2 separate regions of the Ovis aries genome follow, and region 1 is linked to region 2. A link is a contact called in public Hi-C data. All regions are on one chromosome and are shown on one strand. The core of a region is the stretch at or near the end of the contact, and the rest is flanking DNA. Distances in the headings are between cores, read along the strand shown.

The links. Hi-C and Micro-C count contacts between places; a contact is called where the count stands out from the background.
Region 1: a Hi-C map of hypothalamus shows a contact between it and region 2, with 5 times the contacts expected there. The contact joins the promoter of TMEM108 here to the enhancer-like site in region 2. A contact is called at or near these places in 4 of 16 Hi-C or Micro-C datasets (hypothalamus, liver, skin fibroblasts and 1 more).

Annotation. Positions count from the first base shown.
Region 1 is chr1:257,088,659-257,094,000 of ARS-UI_Ramb_v3.0, forward strand. TMEM108 (transmembrane protein 108) reads right to left here and starts at 3,914. Exons shown (of 6, transcript XM_027960370.3): 1 at 3,780-3,914.
Region 2 is chr1:256,673,661-256,678,821 of ARS-UI_Ramb_v3.0, forward strand. The region is part of intron 4 of TMEM108 (transmembrane protein 108); the gene reads right to left. Among named protein-coding and RNA genes, the nearest start is that of BFSP2, 14 kb to the left of the region's middle. Within about 2 kb of position 2,566, at least 11 of the 54 cell types and tissues checked have an H3K27ac peak or open chromatin away from gene starts, as enhancers often do. A contact at or near this core is called in hypothalamus, where this site is marked.

The DNA.
Region 1 (5,342 bases), core at 2,664-5,163, 420 kb after region 2:
AGAAATGTTGACACTATAAGAATCAGCTGGGTGTAGAATTTTTGACTTAGAAAGGATTTTTTTCAAGAGACATCTCACCCAATTCCAGTGACCCAGGTGAGAAAACTGAGGTTCAGAAAGGCAAAGAAATGTATTTGAGGTCACATGATGAGGTAATGTTAGCAAACTGTTGTGACTACTTCTGTCTATCGTCAGCAAGATTTTAGGATTTGGCATTGGTATAAAACTCAGCTCATGAGTTCACTTGAAGAGAGATGGAAATAAACTCCAAAAAGCTGAGCCATAGCACAAGGACAGCACGAGGAAGCAGGTGATTTGGGTAATGACTCCCAGGAGCAGAGTTCTATGCCTCCAAAAGGGTCAAAGCTCATATGCACAGTAACCTCATTAGCAACAGTATCGCCCCCTTCAAATATATGGCTACAAAATTCATATAAAAACAGTCAATTATTTTTTTAAAAAATGAAAGAAAAGGTGGTTCAAAAGAGGGGAACAAATGAACAAACCCTGGCTAATAAGGTCAATAAAACCAAAGTTCAGGATGTGAATTGCTAATAAAATCTTAAAATTGTAGAATACTTGTTAGGAATTTTTAAGTTTTAGAAGAAACTGATTCAGAATAACTTTGACCTACTATTGTGGACAGCTCTAAAATACAGTAATCATGAGCATTATTTTTACTAATACTCTCACCACTATCTTCAGATACATAATTATAGGATATTGATTCGGTTTAAAAGTTATATGTGTATTTCGATAGTCCCGTCCACATGTAGACAAATTTTATAAGCAAAGACGTAGACACTAGGAAGTTGTTGGGAAATTTGATTGAATCATGAATTCAACCTCATTTTCAATTAGCCAACAATATGTATGCAAGAGCTTTCAAAACCTGTGTTCCAATGCTTGTCAGCTTACCCTCTCCATTTCCCACACACAACCAGCAAAGTAATGGCACCCATTCTCAACCTCCACAACCATCATTCCTACTTTGTATCAATATTTATGGCTTTCGTAACTTTTTTCTTTTTTTTATGATTTTCTTAGGAAACTGACACAGCCTTTCAAAATCTTCTAGACCAGACCTATACATCACTGGTTTGCCAGCTCCTGTTTCATCTCCTCCAGGACTTCCCAGAGACAGCAGTGCCATCTACTGGTAGGGAGGGCATAACTTGTTTTCTGGAAGCCTGCGGTTGACATGCCTGAAAGAATGGCAGCCTAGATTTGTGTTTTTGTGAGCCTTTCTTTTCTAGAGCACATTACAAGCGTAACTGATGCTTACAACCTGAGACATAGAAATCCACAGGAGCCCCCATCATGAAGGGCAGGTCCTTGGGAAGCCGTATAAAACCCAGCCTGTCAAGCCAGTAGAGAGGCAGCTCTGCCTTCTCAAAGCTCCAAAGGCAGAGCCTCACTGAAACACTTCCTAGGGCTTCCGTATCAGATGTTCTCACCTTGCTTCCACCTGTGGCAATGCTATCCCACTCTATCTTACAACAAGAGTCCAGGGAAGGTGCTTAGACCTCTATCAACGTGACGGTTCTTAGATTTACACAGTGTGACACAGACCCTGCTCAAAGGACAGTACTGCTTAGGCATGCAGGTCAGACTCTATAATCTCTCATTCACTCTTCCCTCCCTGACCCAGGGGACAGAAACGACAGAAAGGAAACGATTTTGTTGTTGCTTTGGAAGCAACATTAGTGGGCTTTTACTGAATCAGAGAATAAACCTTGTCCTGTAGATCACTGAGGTACACTGCTTCCCTTAAGATGAACTAAGCCTGCCAATCTTTCTGCTTTCCCTTGTTTAACCTAATAAGTGTTTTTCAACCTTTCCAAAACGCTTGCCTCCCTTTCACAGACTAAACATAAACACTGCACGCCCTTTGTGCAGTTTATATAACAAAAGCGACATTTTCTCTCTAAACACAAAACCATATACCTTTTCAAACTATACTTCCTACCCGAGCCTCAGAATTCCTTCCTCTCCCCACTGATACCAGCTGGAAACAAATCACTGACAAGTTCTAAAATTACTCTAATTTGCTTTATGTACCAATCTGTCAGGTGACAATCTATATTTTACTTTATGAGGTCATTTGTTACATTCCCAACAAGCTTTGCAACACCTTTTCTTTTACTTTGGCTCACCCCAGAAAACCACCAGAAGTTGATCTGCTACAGTTGATGTTAATTCTGATTCCCCCTAACAAATTTAAGTGTGCCTTCTTTAGTTAGTTTGAACTTGCCAAGTAAATTGATTTCCTAACAAGTTTGGGCATTTCACAGGCATGGTGTGTGTCTGAGATGTTTGGAAAAAAAAAAAAAGATCACACCGTTTCCTAAAGAAACAAAACTTTGTATGGGGAAGGTAAGAGCAATAAAAAGCCTTGGAACCCTGTCAGGATGTCTCTGAGGAATCAGGTAGAGAGATTCCTGTCCATTTCCTACCAGAATAAGTTGTAAATGAATTATAGTGGAATTCCATAATACAGTAAAATCTTTCTAATGATAGTTTAACCCGTTCTGAACCAAGCAGACTAGCAGGTATAGCTAATAAATTAACTAGTGGAAAACTGAAGGGGCTTTTCATACTTTGTTATGAGCTGTACAGTATGCTCTTGCTATTTCAGGTTTAGGGAAATTGAGAAGGAAAGAAGCAGAGGATGCCTTTTGTAAAGTATGACTTCAAGGAGACATCTCCCATCCCCAAACCATAATCACACACTCACACTCACACACACACACACACACACACAAGCAGCTTTTGACATCCAAAGGCCTTCTTTTAACACGCACTTTTGAAAGAATTAAGGAGATCTAAACGGGTGTAACCTGCCTTCCCTTCTCCCTAGCACCCATTAACATGCTAAAAATAAGTCAATACTTGATTCGGCAGTCCAGAAAAACCTCAGTTTACAGAGATAACCAGCACCACCCCCCGGGGGGTGGGGGGGATCAGGTTTTCTTGAAGGAGAATATCCGTGTGATGGTCTGCTCTGCAGTTCACTGCAGGGATCTTCCCCCTCACAACTACCAGCCATCAGTTTCGCTGTAATTTCTCACTGTAGCCTCTCACTTAGACCTTCTCCGCCAGTGCCCAGCGGCTTTAAAAAAATAATTTTTCCCCCTTCTCTTTACGAATCTCTTGATCTTGATCCCTTCGGCAGGCTGAAAGCGTTTCGGTGCAACTCTGGGGTGAGAGCTCCAGGCAGGTCCGGAGAAGCCTTCCACCGGCGCACCTGGGCTGGCCCGAGGGTCCTGCCCCCACCCCTGCCCGCACGGCTGCGCCAGGAATACGGCTTTGGTCGCCGCCGCCGCCGGATTAGTTCGAGTCCCGTGGCTTGGCCAAAGTGACACTACATTTTTTTCCTTCGTTCTCACATGTGACAGATCCCACTGCATTAAAGCCATCTTCTCCCCGGCTCTAGGCCAGGTCTTGCGCCGGAGACGTCCCCGCCCCACCACCCTTCACCCTTTACCTGGGGAGGGGGTCGGTACCAGCATCCCTCCGGGAGAGAAACAAAGGCGGAGGCGAGGCTACCAGGTGGGCAACTCCCCTCGGGTGGACCCGTCACCGCGGTGAAGAGGATGGGGAGATGCACTAGCGGGCAGAAAAGGGAAACCGAGGCACCGAGGGAGATGACTGAGCCTGGGTCTGCATCCTCTCCCAAGTGAGGCTCCCCGGGCGGGCGGACCTCAGACTTCCCCCCGCCCCGCTCGCCCGCAATCGGCCGCGGAGGGGCAGGGAGCCCGCCCCGCGGCAGCTCTTACCTCGGGAGAAGCGCTCCCGCTCCCTCCGACGGCTCGGGGAAAGAGCCCCGCCGCTCGCGCACGCGCACTCGCGTTCTCGCCCCTCCGCGCCACCGCGCGCGCCCCTCCGACCTGGCTTTGGCCCGCCCCGGCTCTGTCCGTCAGCGTACGCGAGAGCCAATCCACTAGCACGGGAGGGCCAGCGCCGGTCACGTGGTCGACCTAGCCAATCACCAAGCTGCCCTCGGCAGCACCCGTTCCGATGTCTCCGGGGATTCGGTTGCTACAGAGTGGATCGGGTGAGAGGCGTGTACAAAGGGCTGGATCTCTGTTTGGGGCTCTGATTGGTGCTAGATTGACAATTACTAGATCTATTGATATCTCAAATGCTAAATATGAACAAGAATGACCTGGGCATCTTATTAAAAAGCGGATTCTGATCCAGTAAGCCTGAGACGGGGACTTGAAATTCTGCCCAACAATCTCTTAGTGATGATGCTCCTGGTCTGAGGACCACGCTTTGGGTAGTAAGATTTTAAAGGCACTTGTCTAAAAATGACGGTTATAACCCCCTACTCCATGTTATCCAGAAGTTTCAAAACCTTTTCCTTCCTCAACTGATAAAGCTTTCCAGTGACTGACTGAACAAGGGGTGTTCTGGTGACGCTTGTAGTTTGGACACAGGCTGAGGGAAGGCATGTTTGATTTGAACATCACCCATCTTTGTTCATGGGGCAGTAACTAATTTGGTGGACGCTCCTCATTGAGAACACTAAGTTATCCTGAAGTATTGGACATGTGTGTCACTGTGCTGTATTCTTGGCCAGAGAAGAAGCATAAGTGGTTCCTGTTTTTTGGAAATTTTCAGTCTGTCACAGAACTACACAGGCAAACTCGGGAAGAAGCATTATAGGAATAAAATCCAGGGAGCTAATTGCTGCAGATCCTTGGACAATTCAGGTCAGAACTATCCAATATAAGCCAGAGTTTGTAATATCCTATCTTAGGGATCTTTGAAATTGCCCAGATAGACTTCTGTCAGTAATTTCAGAGTCTGGAAATCAGGAAGCCCAGTGCCTCTGTCATCTCTCAAACTTGACCTAAATCTGAATATTTTCAGACTGGCTAGACTATTTGTTGTTCAGCATAGTCCTATTACCCAATAGTGTACTGGTGTGATTCAAAGGTCTAAGTGCTACAGTCTCTAAAACCTTCCTACTTCAGGCCAGGTGGTGTGACACTGCTTCAGCAGTTTTCTCTCACTATTCCTCAAGGTGATCAAAATGTCACTTAGAGGAAACTTATATCCTTGTCAGTGTATAGAGAGCCTCTGGCTTATCAGCCCCAGAAGTGAAGCCTGCTTAATAATCTCAGCTATTGTTCACCAGCAACTCTATCAGAGATAGCATAGCACAAAACTCAGAATTACAAGAATGCACAGAATCGAGCACAGCAATGGTTCCAGCTGCAGCAAGAGTAAAGAAATGTCTAACCAAGAAGAACATGTTTGAAAATCTCAGAGAAAGTTTATTTTACTATCTTTAAACCAGTGGTTCTCAAGCTTGGGTATACAGTAACATTTTT
Region 2 (5,161 bases), core at 1,316-3,815:
TTGGTGCCTCTCAAACACCAGTTCACTTACACACCAGAAGCCAGCCTAGCTACAGGAAGAGCATGGGCTTAGAGTCCAAAAGACCTGAGTTCAAGTCTGACTCGGCTGTGTATTACACTAGGCGTCACTTCATCATGCTGATCACTATAGACTTGGCAGGGTTGTAAGGATCACAAATGCTAAATGCTGAGAGCACTGCCTGACACACAATAGGTGCTTCACTAATAAGAGTTTCCTTCTTGTTCTCACATCATCATCCTTAAAGGGAGAACCTGAAGGAAAAATTGGGCTGCATGACTGTTGCGTGGTTCAAGGCCAAGGGTTAGGTTAGTACTTTCATTATTTTGGGGTCTGAGCTTTCATCTCAGAAAGAAAAGTTCAATCAGATTTATGGAGTCTCTATTTTATTCCCAGGTGCTCTACCGTCTGATTTAACTCACAATATGGCTGCCTGAGGAAGGTGCTGGCACTCTTCCCATTCACAGAAGAGGCAACTGAAGTTGCCTAAACTTCTAAACCACACAACTCTGCACACTCAGGTGTGAGCCGCGCCCTCTCCCATGTCACCGAAAGCTTCAACCGCTCTGTTTCTCCAAAAGGAAATGCTGTCGAGACCCTCGAGGAGGTCAATAGGATCCCTATTTCCTCTAGTTTTGAAACTGAAATGAGAGTGAAGCAAGTTCTCCCAGCTTCTCCAGCACATCAGTAGGGAATCAGCCACAGCTTGTTGGATGTGTGACAGGAAGGAGGAGCGTTGCTGACGTGAAGATGGAGCCTGGGTACTGTGCTGATGTTTCTGGAAGGGGCCTCATTTCAGGGCTGGGACCTGCTATACGATGGGAAATGGACACGAAAACCTACAGGACCCTGAGGGAGGGTGCTCTCCATGGGCAGCTGGAGGATGTGTGGCAAATCCTGACAATGAGATGAGTATCATCTCCCTCTGACCGTGTCCTCATTGGGCACCTCCCCATGGTAGATGCCGTGATAGGACTTCAGATGCATCTGCTGTCCCCGACAAAGCTTTGGAGCAGCAGCTGCAGCCCCGCAAGTGCCTGAGCAGCTCTCCTGCTGCACGGGGCAGCCAAGGGACCGCCCCTGCCTCTGCCCCCTTGACCCACCACCACAGGTGTGCTGAGGCCACCCTTCCTAGGCTGCTCCCAGCCATTACTGATGGAGCAGGTCTGTTCCCGTGGGACAGGAAACTCCTCTAATGGTCCGAGGACTCTCCTCACCTCGTGGAATCTTCCTCAGGTTGGCCATCCCAGCCTTTTCCTTCCCAGCCCTCCACCTCCTTCTTCTTCCTTTATATCAATAATTCAAAGGTGTTTCCCCAATAAATCTCTTGCAGGCCTAATTCTGTTTTGGTATCTGCCTCCTGAAGGCCTTGAACTAACAGTGGACATTAGTCCTATTTTTGCAGGTGAGAAAACAGTGGCCCAAGGGTTAACCTGTTCAAGTCCCAGGGGCAACTAGTGGGAGAGCTGGGTTTACATCCAGGTGTGTCTGGTTCCCAAGTCAAGGCTTCCTGTTACAGCAGGGTCCCTCTCAAGCTATTCACACGAGTTTAAAGTTAGGCAAATGAGAGAGGGCAGGGAGCTCTTATGTCTTAGTTTGGCCCCTCATTAGGTAGATTAGAAACCAGAAACCCTGGAGGAAAGGATTACCTGAGTGGTGCCAGCCCATCTGTGGACAATCATTTCCTCACTCCAGAGGTTGGGGCAGGTCAAGGGAGGCCTCAGGGTGTGGAAGGAGGCCGGGCTGGACTGGGTGACGGGCCTGGGGAAAGCAGGTTTGGGGGCTCATTGACTTTCTGGCCTGGTGGATGGAGATGTGCCTGAAGAGGCTCCAGAAGGTTCCTGCGGGGGGCGCTGGTTGGGAAGCACAGGGAAGAGCTGTGAGCAGTGGACACTCTAGTCCAGCCTCGGAACACCCCGGGTAAGCCTGCCTTGTTCAAAGGCTGCCCCACCTCCTTCAGTTGGTTCATAAGCCCCAAGGAGACAAACCTGGTCATGCTTACTTCCCATCCTAATCTATTCTTTTAACTGGAAAGAGTACTTCTGACCCAGGTTTCTTTCTTTCTTTTTTAAAATAACTACAAAGTCACTGGGGTCTGTGAGTAAAGGTACCCAGGCACATACGGATTTGAGTAACATTCACAGAACAACTGGTAAAATAGCCACGAGCCACCTGGCATAAGGATGCATTCTCTCTGCTGCTCCAGTGGGATTTCTGTACGTCTGGAAGGAGGCCAGCCTGTCCTGGGTGATGTGCATGTGAACTCTCACGAGTCCTGGGTCAGGGAGAGGCTGCTCTGCTTTGGATGGCTCAACTTGGATTGATGCTGAAAAATATCTGTAACTGGCCTTGTTTCCTGCTGCTGGATGAAGACATTCTCGACAATGAATGTGGTACGTGCAGGCCAGGCAAGAGAGACTGATAGACCCACACAACTGACCTCCTGATGGAAACCCAGAGCACTGACAGCCAAGAGCAGGGGCCACTTCAGCACCAGACCCAGAGGCTTCCAGCAGGAGGTGGTGGGCTGTGCGTCCTGATGGTGGCAGCAGAGACCATCTCAGGAGCCACCCAGCTCCCAGACCCTGACCAAATGTGGCCTGGATCCAATCAGTTTCAGTTCTCAGCACATCTGAAATGGAGTGTGGCTGTTTCCAGTGTGGCTCAGGAGACAAAGCATTTCTCAGACCTGGCGCAACATACATCCTTCCAGCTGCTAGAAAAGGGCTCATGATCTGAAGAGCAGGTGTGATTGGTGACAGCCCCTCTTGAACAGACCTGAGACTTGCTACAATCACCCTCTGCTTCCACCAGAAACCGGGGAATTGCCGGCCTGCCCAGGCAGCCCCAGAAAAGCTGGACCAGGGCCCGGACTACTCAGAAAATCAGATGAGACAATCTATGCATGTACTTTGTTACCAATGCAGATTGCCTGAAATATCTGGCAAACTAGCCAAAGAGGAAACTCTTCTTTGAGGGCTGGAGAGTGTGTTTTAGGATAAATGTAGCTGCTGAGAAGGTCTGACTGTGGGGCCCCTAGACCTGGCCAGGCTATGAGCTTTCAAACAGCACAGCATTTTAAAGCTGGACAAGCATCTTCTTTCTCAGTGCCCCTCTCATCAGGACCTTCACAGGGCCAGCGATGGTCCCACAGGACAGAGGCAGCCAGGCTGGAACCCTGCTGAGTGAGGGCTTGGCCTGAGGATGGTGGAAGTGCAAGGCAGACACCAAAGGAAGCAGGGGCTGTGGGTCCCAGGGGAAATCTTCCCTTCTGAAGTAATATGCTCTCGCCCAGTGGCTGAAGGCTCCTGTCAGTGCCAGAGCATTCTCGCGGTGCAGTTCCAGGCTTGTCCTCGCTTCTGTCTTGGCTGATGTTATTACACATGGTTTAGGCAGCCCATGGGTTTTCTGCTTTGCAGTAAAATTTGATCTAATTTCAAACCCATATATAGCAGAAGGGCTGGAGACATCTTTTTAGACCTGCAAACCCAGGTGGCTGTGGGCTGTGGGAGTGCAGGTAGGGACAGGGAAAGGCAGCTGGGTGGGGGAAGCTGTGTCACACACTTCTGGGTCCCTCGTGCTTGAAACAATGCTTGGCACACTGAGCACTTGGGAGATGCTGTTGAGTCAAATGGATCGTGCCACCAGGTCTGGGGTGGCTCAGGTGTGACTGGGACCCTGGGCAAGTCACTTCACTTGGTAACATACTCCTTCTTACCTGTATGGTGTATCTGCTTCGTCTTTTTATTTTATTGCTCTAGCTAGTCTGTTTTAAGGATGAATGATTAAAAATAGTAGGAATTCCCTTTGTAAACTAGAGCCTCTAGACACATGGAAAGAATGGAAAATTAGAAGGCTGTCTCTAATGTGGTTACTTCTAAATATGACCATTATTAATAATTTATTGGCTAATAGTGCTATATTTTCTCATTATCATTCTTCTGTTTTAGAAGTGGGCAATCACAGCTTTAAGAATATCTGTGTGCACCCATAAGTGACAATAAATCTGCTTAAGGAAAGAATGAATATGCAACCTGTAAACATTTTCACTTTTCCCGCACTGGGTCCTTGAGCAGACTGGACTTTCCCCAACATGGAAAGTTTGCTTTGCTTATCAACTAGAAGGAGACAGGGAGCTGGGAGAGGCAGCTCCTGGAAGGAATCCAGACTCCAGATTAAAAAGGATGTTGTCAGAATACAATGCCAAGCAGACATCAGGTTAATGTTAAAGGCACACACCTCCTGTGCTGATGTTTGCTTGACATGAAGACAGGCTGGGAGACCTGGCCACATAGCCTCCTCTGAGAAAGTTTCTGGGGCTTTGTTCCCTTTGAGATCAGGCTGAGCCCATGGTGTGACATGAGGACCTGATGCCAGAGCAGGTTGCCTGGATGTGACTGAAGTGTCCAAAGAGAGGAACTGCCATGCACGCTCCTCTGCCTCAGCCGGGCACGGGCAGTGCCGTGCTTCTTCTGGGAGCAGGCATGAACTGAGGTCACTGGAGGGGTATATAGGGGCAGGACCAGGGCCAGGTGGCCCCATGAAGAGACTCAAAGGGACAGGGACGACAGCTTGGAAAAGCAAAGCCTGCCCTTGAGAGTGGTTTCATGTATCTCAGGGGTTGGTGGATGGACTTGTTTTGTGTGGTTTCAGAGGGCAGAGGTTAGAACCAAAGAGTGTAACTTACAACAGGGAAATTACAAGGCCCCCAGGAGAGCTGGAAACAGCTAACAGGAGAAAGGGGCTAAGTGGGGAGCACAGGGGTTTCTCACCCCTGAAAGGACTGAGGGGGCACCTGGATGGTGTCTGTGTGTGGGGTGGGGCTGGGGGGAAGGTAGGCATGGTAGGGATTCCTGTGAGGCCATCAGAAGAACTCTTCAGAATTGAGATCAGGTGCAGGGGGGAGACATGAAGGCAGCCGTGGGTCCCGAGTGACTGCATCAGGTTCTTTGTGGAGACGTCAGGGAGGAACAGGGCTTCCCCAGTGGCTCAGCCAGTAAAGAATCTGCCTGCAGTGCAGGAGACCTGGATTCAATCCTGGGTTGGGAAGATCCCTGGAGAAAGAAAATGGCTACCCACTCCAGTATTCTTGCCTGGAGAATTCCTTGGACAGAGGAGCCTGGTGAGCTATAGTCCAGGGGGT